Regions from separate parts of the Gossypium hirsutum genome. Here region 2 is linked to region 1. Evidence: chromatin contacts called from public Hi-C data. All regions are on one chromosome and are shown on one strand. The core of a region is the stretch at or near the end of the contact, and the rest is flanking DNA. Distances in the headings are between cores, read along the strand shown. Region 1 holds the start of LOC107932680 (protein NARROW LEAF 1). Region 2 holds the start of LOC107932693 (molybdenum cofactor sulfurase).

Region 1 (4,974 bases), core at 1,464-3,963:
AGGCAAACCCAGTATTGGCCGTTTTAACTAACACTTTGGCGTTGATTTCTTGCCAGTATGAAGTGTAGATTAGTCGAGACAAAGTAGTTCAACTATAATTTGCTTACTATTAAGTTTTATTACAGTTCACCTCCCAGACGACCTCGTAGCCCTCCAAGAAGGTCTCCATTCAATCGTAGACGTAGCCCTTCTCCAATTCGTAGGCGGAGCCGTTCTCCAATTCGCAGGCCTCTTCGTTCTCGTTCAAGGTCAATCTCACCACCAAGGTCGGGCATTTGCTCTAAACAATCTTTTTTTTCATTTTCATCACAACACTGTTTATCCTGCAATATGCCAAAAAGTTTTCAAGAATAGTGATAAAATGGAATGCATTATTATATTTAATTATATGGGCTGGAATTAAATTTGATTAACTTCATTGAATGAGTGAATTTGAGCTTGTGCTGGTCCTCTTATCAATTGTCTACCGTTGTTTGTAATCATGTGTTCACCTTGTATCTTACTTCAGTATTTTATCTTCAAAACAGAGGCAGAGGACCTGCAGCACGGCGTGGGAGGTCATCATCCTATTCCCGATCACCCAGTCCCCGAAAGGTTTTGCGATTTCTTTACTTTTGGTTTTGAGGGGAGTAACATATTTACTAGTTATTTAACATGACTTTTTCTTTTTCAATTATGACAGGCAGGACGAAGGGTTTCAAGGAGTCGCAGTCCTAGGAGGTAATTTCAACTTTTTCCCCGCAATCGCAAGATGGTTTCTTTGTTTCGTCATTTATTTGTTATTAGTTTGTTAATGATCGATAGATGCTGTGTGTTCACGGAAACTAAGCTGTGCTTGCATGAGAACTCTCTCTCTCTTGTGCGCGTGCTTATTCTTAAAAACTTTTGCCTATGGCCCAAGTTGCTTCTTGTTGTGGTTTCCAATTTATAATATGAAGGGATGCTTTTTTCATGTGCAGGCCATTGAGAGGAAGAAGAAGCAGCAGCAACAGCAGCAGCAGTAGTTCGCCTCCTCGGAAGCCGTAGATTCCCTCAGCTGATTCTCTATTTGTTGTGTGAATGATGTAATAGGAGAGTCAGTATCGAGTTGCTTGAGAATAATACTTACACATTGCATCTGTGATGATACTTTAACTGCCTTTTAACAAAGTCTTGATGATGAGTTGTGATTATTGATAATGAGTACATTATGTGTGAAAGAGTTTGTTTCCCTAAACCATTAGTTACTTTTAAATCTCTCTACCACTTAGCCTTTATTTTTAGAGTTAATATATATTATGCCCTTGAATTTTTTATCTGAACTTAGTTGGTTCTTAAATTTGTATTTCGTCAATCAGTTTGGCATTTTTGTTCACATTTAGTCATTCCAGTGACGGAATAAGTTTAGGTACCAATTAGATTAAAAAAAATAGGAACCAGTTATTTGGAGTTAAAATATATATTAACTCTTATTTTTATTTTAACCATGAATTTAGTCCTCTTCACAGAAATTAAGGAAAATTGAGCAGTTAGTTTATTTGGGTTATGGGGTTAAACATTATTGTTAAATTGCGGATCTGATAATTAGATGTTTGTAGTTTTGTAAAGTATGACAAATAGATAAGATAATTAATTGTTTGTAGTTTCGTAAAGTAGGAGTATTAGCTAAAATTTTTGACAAAATTAAAGTTGAGGAATTAACGCTAATTTATATAGAGGAAAATTGATAGAGGAGTGAATTGAAATATGTAATAGATTTTTATTAATTCTTTTTGTCCTTTGTTAGAAGGGGTTAACCATAGTAATAAATTCTTTTTGTCCTCTATTAGAAAGGGAAGAAAGGGCTAACCATAGTTTGAATCTTGACCTTGGTGTCAACTGATTATTTAACCATACTTGAATCTTAGACTTAGGTATCAGCCAGGGGTTTGACTAGGTGAAGTTAGAAAATTCTTATAATAGTAAAAATATAATTTTATTATTTTAATAATTTATATTTTTATAATTTTCAAAATATTTAATTAAAATTTTATTATTTTTGAAGTGTTAAAAGTGTAATTTTATCATTAAAAATTTAAAATTTTAAAGAGTCTAAATAGAAAATTTTTATTTTAGGGAAGTCGAGTCTTTGTCAACCCTCCCATTCGTCATTGGTATGAATCGTAAATTTATAATTAACATATTTTATCATTAAAAACATTTAGTATTTAATATTATTGGTAAAAATTATTCTCAAAAGGTAAAATGTTTATTTTAAATAAAATGTTGTACATAAAAAAATAAATTATTTACATCGATTTAAATTATAATAAAATATAAAAAAATAATTTACTAATAATATCTTGATATACAAAATATGGATTTTAAATGTTTTTAAGTAATCAATATAAATTATTTTTCAAAATTTAATTTAAATAAATATAAAGATGACATATAAATCATAATTTTTATAAATTAAAATATACAAAATACTGTATAAATATTACAAAAATTTGATGATAAACACGATTCTGATCATGAAAATGATTTTCCAATTTTTATTTTTATTTTATAAATTATAGGTTTTGCATTGAGGTTAAAGAGTATTTTATAAAAGAATGATGTATTTGACATTATTTATAGGTTGAAAAGTATTTTTAAAAACAATAAATTCGAGACGAATTAGGATTGAACTAACGTTAATATGTCAAAGCTCAAACATTAATGAGGCTTAGCTCTAAGCAAGGCCCATAGCCATTAAACTCATTTTATGAATAAATAAAAGGAAAAAAAAAGTGCTTTATTTTTTCCTTGTTTTACCGAGGAAATTCCATCTCCCTTTCCCACTCTAGTTGCCCACAGTCACAGTTTCAGCTGTAGAACACGAAGGAAGGCTCTTCGCTCAAACAACGGCAAGTTCTTTTTTTCCTTCATAAGTCAATCTCTTCAGTTTTGTTTATTTATTTATTTATTAAGGTTTTTGGTATTTGTTTTTTTTTTGATTTTATGAATTGAGAATTTCTTTTTTAAAAAATCAAATTTAAAAGCAACTGCACTTTTTTTTTTGGCTGTTGTTTCTTAGAAAGAATGGAAATTTTGATGGTTTGTAATAGGATGAATTATTTGATTTTCTTTCGAATTTTGATTAGAGTTTTACGTGCATAAATATGTTTCGGAAAAAATGAAAAAAAATTTACGGGGGGTGGGGGGTCTAAATTCATTGTATATTATTCTCCATTAGTAATAGCAAATAGTGTGTAAACACTTTGATCATGATGAAGAACTCTTAATTTTATATATTTTTCTTTCTAAAAAAAGTAAATTTGACTAGAAGTCCCAATGATAAGTTATTCAAATTATAAGCAAATAATTTAATATGAAAAATTTCAAAATTATGACTCAAAAAATTTATTCAAAAAGTTAAGTGACCTAAATTATAATTTTCTTTAGAAAAAAAATCAAAATAAAAAAAAAATCATTTTTCAACATACAATGGTGGCAATATCTAGTTTCATTAATGAAGAAATTTAACGTGTCCTAGACAAGAATATGATTTATATTAAACATATCATGTTGATGTTGTGCTTATTAACTGTTTTCTATGTTTAGTATGTGGCGCTTATCATATTTTCATGTTATATCTAAAATTAACAAGGCTGAATTGAAGTGAAAAAAAATTCCCGTCGTTACATTTGGCCTTTCATGTTATTATTCTTTCAGGGTTTGAATCAGAAAGAAAGGGTAATCTTTTATTTGTAAATCATAGTCTAACTGCCTGCTTAGATGCTTGTGTATATTGAGTCATTGTCATTTATTATGGTTTCCAGGTGTTTCACTGCATTATCTGTTTAGCCAGTCCAAACGATGGACCGATCTAGACTTAATATGAGGGGTCGTTGCTCCGGTTCAACACCATCAGAGGAATCGGCTTTGGATTTTGAAAGAACCTGCTGCTGTCATCCTCATCTTCCTTCATTTAGTTCACCGACACTTCAGCCTTTTGCTTCGGCTGGACAGCACAGTGATAACAATGCTCCTTACTTTTCATGGCCGACATCCAGCAGGTTAAACGATGCTGCTGAAGAGAGGGCAAACTATTTTGCTAATCTACAGAAAGGAGTTCTGCCTGAGACTCTTGGTCGGTTGCCGAAAGGGCAACAAGCAACAACATTACTCGAGCTAATGACCATAAGAGCATTTCATAGCAAGATTTTGAGATGCTACAGTCTTGGGACAGCGATTGGTTTTCGTATTAAAAAGGGTGTGCTCACTGACATACCAGCTATCCTTGTTTTCGTCTCCAGGAAAGTTGACAAGCAATGGCTCAGTCCCATCCAATGTTTACCTACAGCCTTAGAGGTTATTCAATTTGACTTCCTATCCTTCCCCGTTTCCTCTGTTACTTATATTCTTTTACCTTTTCCTTTCTTATTACACTCTGGTTTTATCTTGTTTCAACCCCTTTTAGTTGGAATCTGGTTCAATATGCTGATAAAATAAGTGTTAAATATTTTAATCAGGGACCAGGAGGAGTGTGGTGTGATGTGGATGTTGTGGAGTTCTCATATTTCGGTGCGCCTGAGCCAGCACCCAAGGAGCAGCTGTACACAGAGATTGTGGATGATTTGCGTGGGGGTGATCCGCATATTGGCTCAGGTTCTCAGGTATTTTCAAGTTGCCTTGCACTGTTTTTTCCCGATGTATGGTAGTTGGTAGATTTTCTTTGGTGTACAAGAATGTTTGAGAACTTTGATCATCCGAATTAAGCTTTAGATCAACTCTAGTCCTATATGGTATTATCATCAGTGATTAAAAAAATCACATGTTACTTTATATATCTGGGCAATATGTTTGTGTTCACAATTAGTGACTAAGAAATCTTCTTCAGCGAAGTCTTAGATGACTGACATGTAAAACTTTATCGACCATTTCACATCCCTTTTTTGTTCATTTTGTTTCATGTCTCATAAATCTTCATGTACACCATTACTATTGCTTTTTTCACCTCAGGTAGCT
Region 2 (4,974 bases), core at 636-3,135, 170 kb after region 1:
ATTTTTCCAAATGTTACCTGTAAGCTCCCCTTCCAAAACTTTTGCTTCATTTCTTATCTGCACTGGATGCTGTATCACCTTAAATGAAGTCAGAGAGCTTCTAGATGCTCCACCCTGATCCACAGCCTCATTTATATCAACTGCAAAGGCTGCAGCTCCTTGATTGAGAGCATATCTAATAATTATTAAGTGCACACAAAGTTATAGATTCAAGAATATTAAGAGAAGGAACAAAAATGCTGATCCTTTTCTGTCATATAATACACAAAACAAAACATACTATAAGTAATATCACTGTGGATATAAGATGATCTTAGAACAGAAGAAAGAAAACACACATACACACAAAACATGACTGCACTGGCCAGAATTTATGATAGTACTCCCAAAACTAGAAGTGGCAGGATACTCTCTAAGACCAAGTACGCTATTATGATTTTCCATTGTGTACATAAAGGTGCTCTTACAGCTCCAGGGAAAGTTCTCCCCTATGAGTTTCAATGCAGCTGTTGCCCCAGAAGTGAATATACATTTATAATCCTTTTGAGAAGCATTGCAGTAATCGAGGACCTATATAGCAAGAAAAATATACAAAAATAAAAGATAATTATTCTGATACCACAGATTAAAAAAAATGATAATTTATTTCAAATTGAACTAGAGCACAATTACCAATACCTATAAACTATTTATGACTTCATAGACCAAATAAAACCAGGCCATTTGAAATGTAGAAACTTTAAAACAAATTTCAGCAAAGAAATAAGAAGAACAACAGAAAACAAAGTAAAGTAACATTCGTGGTACCTGTCTGCGTGCTTCCCTTACAATGTCACTAGTGGCTGAACTAGAATCACTTTGGCTATCTTATAGAAGTAGTCAAGAGGAACATAAGACATAGTTCTATATAAGACCTATTATTTCTAAGCACGAATAAGACAATAAAATTATGACCCAAACTGAAACAAGAGTAGGACCTCCAGCTTTTCAGCCAAAAAACACATCAATAATCTGAGTTACTGCAATGTCACAATCAAAACAAACCAAAACCAGTACCAGTACCAGATATTCCTAAAGGGCTTGTAATTCCAAATCCAGGTAAGATAATACTTCTCAAAACAGATTAACTGAACCAATTTCTAGCTTTTCCCTCCAAAAATACAAAGCAGGATAAAAGTCAAAACCAAACTAATGCAGTGCTGATCTTGCTAAAGGGATTTTACTCAGTGCTTTAAAGAACTTATAATCATTTATAAGATTACCATACAATAGGGAAGATATTAGTCAATACGAATAGTTGGAATTTAATCGAATTTCAGAGAAAAAAACAATACTAGCTTTTGAGTTAAAAGGATACGAGGATTTCCATAAACAGTAGTCGTAAGATCTTTAAAGATAGCTTCCATCTGCAACTCGGAGTAAAGGGTTGCTCCAGCATGATCCAAATACACAGTATCTACAGTACCCAAAGCTCAAAAATAGCTTATCAAAGTACCCAAACCCAAAGCATCAAACAAAAACTCGAAATTCCAATTCTATCTTCTGAAATTTCAATTATTTCTTACTTGAAACAATAAAAGGAATATAAAATATCAATAAAAAAATTGAATAAAGAAAAAAAAATTGACCTTCTAATCGCTTGAACTCGGTGGAACGAATTTCGTCGATGGACTTAGGGGCGTTGGGGTAGCCGTAAAAGTCACCGAATTCCTTGAGAAACTCTTCCTTGCCGTCCATTTGCAGAGAACTTTCAGGGTTGGGATATGGTGATAAAAACACTAATGTTGACCAGCAGATAGATTGGAATGAGCTGAGGGGTACCTGTCCTCTAGCTTCTTCCCGAGGAACTAGTTCGGGACGAGTCAGAATTCAGAAACGTTTGAGAATTCAGACACGTTGTCTCCATAATTCTATTGGGTAAATTTTAACAAAGATCACTCATATATTAGTAAGTTTACATTTTGGTAACTCAGTTTAAAAATATTGCAAATTGATCATTGAATTGTTCGTTGGTTACAAGTTAATCACTGGCCCATTAAGTGCTAATAGACATCAAAGTTTGGGACAGGTAAATTTACAATTTGGCCACTCAAATAAAAAAGTTAAGATTGGTAACTGAATTATTAATAAGTTTACAAATTTACACTTTGGTCACTAATTTTATGCATTATCACTCCTTAACCCAATAATCTAAACAACATCAATTACAACTCCCAAGCGCAATCAAAGCAAGCAAAAATATAAATAAAAAAGAGGAAGAAAATCTCATATTTCAATGAGCTCTAAATAGTACCTATGAAAGCAAAGGGATAGAATAAAATTAGAGAAAAGATAATCAAAATATGTTTAAAAAAAAGAAACTCAAATGTACTAGATTCAATAAGAAGTTAATCAGAGAGTTTCAATCGATGGAGGCTTAATTCAAAAGGTCAAAGAGAAGATTTCATTGAGAAAATGAGCATATCAGAATTAGGTGACCAATCATCAACAATGGATCAAGATCGCAAAGTATCTCCATTAGGGTTTTAGGTTTAAATTAGTGGAGCTTTAGACCATTTCAAGGAAAATCAAACCATAATGTTGAAATAGGAGGGAAAAAGCGCTAGCTTAGTGTTATTCTTTGTAAAAGGAGGAAGTCAAATGGTACCAAGATTACTAGAATACAACTGTGAATGAGGTAATTAAAACCTTGAAACTTTTGTATAGTTCAGTGACCAACTTGTAACATTTTTTTTTAAATTGTCGAGTGAACTTGAGTGTAGTTTACCCTATGATAAATTGTAAACTAATGATCATTGTAATAGGCCCATTTTGCCCGGCCCGTTATAAACCAAAATTAAAAACCATGAACCAAAATAAACGGTCCATTTTTACAATGGCCCAACAGGCCCAAAAACCTAAAACTTACTACCCAATTTTGCAAACCCTAAGCCCAGCCCGAAAACTTAACATTTTCAGAGGAACCCTAGGGTTCCCCTCTCCAGCGCCGCAGCTCCCCCACGTGCCTCGAGCGCACCGTCCGCGCCAGGCCCCGAGGCCTGACAACCTCTGCTCGGCCTTGTACCAGCCCCGTCTCATCGCCTTTGCTATCACCTGCAAACAAGCAAGAAAAGAGGACAGACAAGGAGCAGAATACAAAAGTAAAAGGCAACAACAAAAACAGGAGATTGACTTTTCTTCATATTGTAATCGGCTATAAAGCCGAAATGAAATCAGTTTGTAGAGGGTGGGGGGTTCATTTTTTAAAAAATTTTGTATTACACATATATCTTCAGAGAAATCGAAAGCAAAAAAAAATCTAAAAAGGTGTTTGTTCTTATTTTTTGATCTTTTTATTTTTGATTTTTCTATTTTTTTTATTTTTTTTATTTTACAAATTATTTTTTAATAAAAAAGGGGCTTGAAATAAAAAAAAGGGGCAAGGAAACTTACTTGGAGCCTCCGGCGGTCGCGACGTCGGTGACCCTTTCCCCATCGCCGGCATCGGGCCCAAAAGGGAGCCGAGAGTCTCCTCCCTTCAGCATCTCCGTGTTTCGGTGGTGTGGCCTTCAAGGGGTGTTCAAAACGGGGCTAAATACGCCCCTTTGCGTGACGCTGGCCACCGTTCATGGTGTTGTAACACCCCAAACCCGGACCAGACGTTATGGTCGGATCTGACATGCTACATCGAAGCATTCAAAACATTTTATATTATTGGTCCAGAAAAACTTATTTAGTGTTTTAAAAGATAATTTCATTATAGGTTAAAGTGAATGGAAGCTGTGCACCAGGTAGGAAACCGGAAAAGAGGTGGTGAGTCCATCGGACTGCTTAAGTACCAAGCTCCCTTCGAATCCAATCCTAGACATGCATACCGCCATTGCCACACCTTAACGTCATGGATATTTCTAGGAAACCGATTTGATTAAGTCATTTTTAGGAAAAGTGATTAATTTTGGAAAATACTTTCATTGCAGAAGCTTTGCTTGTTGTCGTGTTATTTTGAAATCAATTGTTGTTTTTGAAAACGCGCCCTAAAGCTATCCAATTTCAACAGTTAAAATAAGTATTACCTATCTTAGTAATACATATTAAAACCATCAAAATAATTAAGCGGCCTTATTACATTTAAAAGCCAAAAACTTCAAACGTAAATAAAAGGATGTCCAGTTCACCAGAAGAAAATCAAACTTTCAGAACGGGTGGCCACTCCGAATTCCCTCACAGCTCCAAGCCCACTATGGTTGGGGATTTCCTGCGTGGATGAAAATAAAAGGGGTGAGTTTGGGGAAACTCAGTGTGTAAGGAAACCCATTCAAAGCCCAAGTCAGCTCAAGCCCATTGGGCCTAAGCCCATTCAGGTAACAGTGGTACTGGGCCAGAGCCCTTTTCAGATTACAATAAACTGGGCCTTAGCCTCTTATTCAGATAACAGTATGGCCCATAGGCCCATTTGGAAATACATGCAACATCAATAACATATGCAAGCCCATTTGGGGAGACTACTCAACCCACCAACCACTACACTCCACCCGTACCAGCCATACACTCCATGTGGGGAATAGCTCAACCCACCCAGCCCAACACTCCACAGTTGCAGCCTTGCTGCTCAGTTAACAGTAAATTGAGGCAAAGCCTCCAGTATGTGGACAAGCCACTTTCAGTACTTCCTCCGTCAATATCCCAATCCCATGCATCAGATAATAACAACATGGCATACAGTAAATAACAACAGTCAAACATGCATTTAGGTCAATTTAACCCTAGGGGTATTTCGGTAATTTATCTCTTAGGGGTAAAACTGTAAATTTTCCACTTTTAAAGGTATTTCAGTAATTTATCTATTTTAGGGTTTTTCATGCATATTCCTACCTTTCACGTACTAATAGAATCACGTACCGAGGGTTCTTACCGAATTGGGCCCGTTGGCCCATCATTCCAATTTTGGCCCATTAAGCCCAAAAATATCGAGGGCACAGAAATCATGCACTTTGC

What was found. A called contact is a pair of places that touch in the nucleus more often than the background predicts.
Region 2: a Hi-C map of hypocotyl shows a contact between it and region 1, with 3 times the contacts expected there. The contact joins the promoter of LOC107932693 here to the promoter of LOC107932680 in region 1. A contact is called at or near these places in 10 of 34 Hi-C or Micro-C datasets (callus, hypocotyl, leaf and 1 more).

The regions. Positions count from the first base shown.
Region 1 is chrA01:3,243,162-3,248,135 of Gossypium_hirsutum_v2.1, forward strand. It overlaps LOC107932680 (protein NARROW LEAF 1), which reads left to right and starts at 2,714. Exons shown (of 6, transcript XM_016864739.2): 1 at 2,714-2,870; 2 at 3,786-4,317; 3 at 4,479-4,622; 4 at 4,969-4,974. The coding sequence starts at 3,823. LOC107932687 (serine/arginine-rich splicing factor SR45) reads left to right here. Exons shown (of 12, transcript XM_041074243.1): 9 at 126-266; 10 at 509-594; 11 at 683-720; 12 at 960-1,216. The coding sequence ends at 717.
Region 2 is chrA01:3,414,359-3,419,332 of Gossypium_hirsutum_v2.1, forward strand. It overlaps LOC107932693 (molybdenum cofactor sulfurase), which reads right to left and starts at 1,886. Exons shown (of 22, transcript XM_016864753.2): 1 at 1,629-1,886; 2 at 1,358-1,456; 3 at 808-866; 4 at 410-570; 5 at 18-175. The coding sequence starts at 1,737.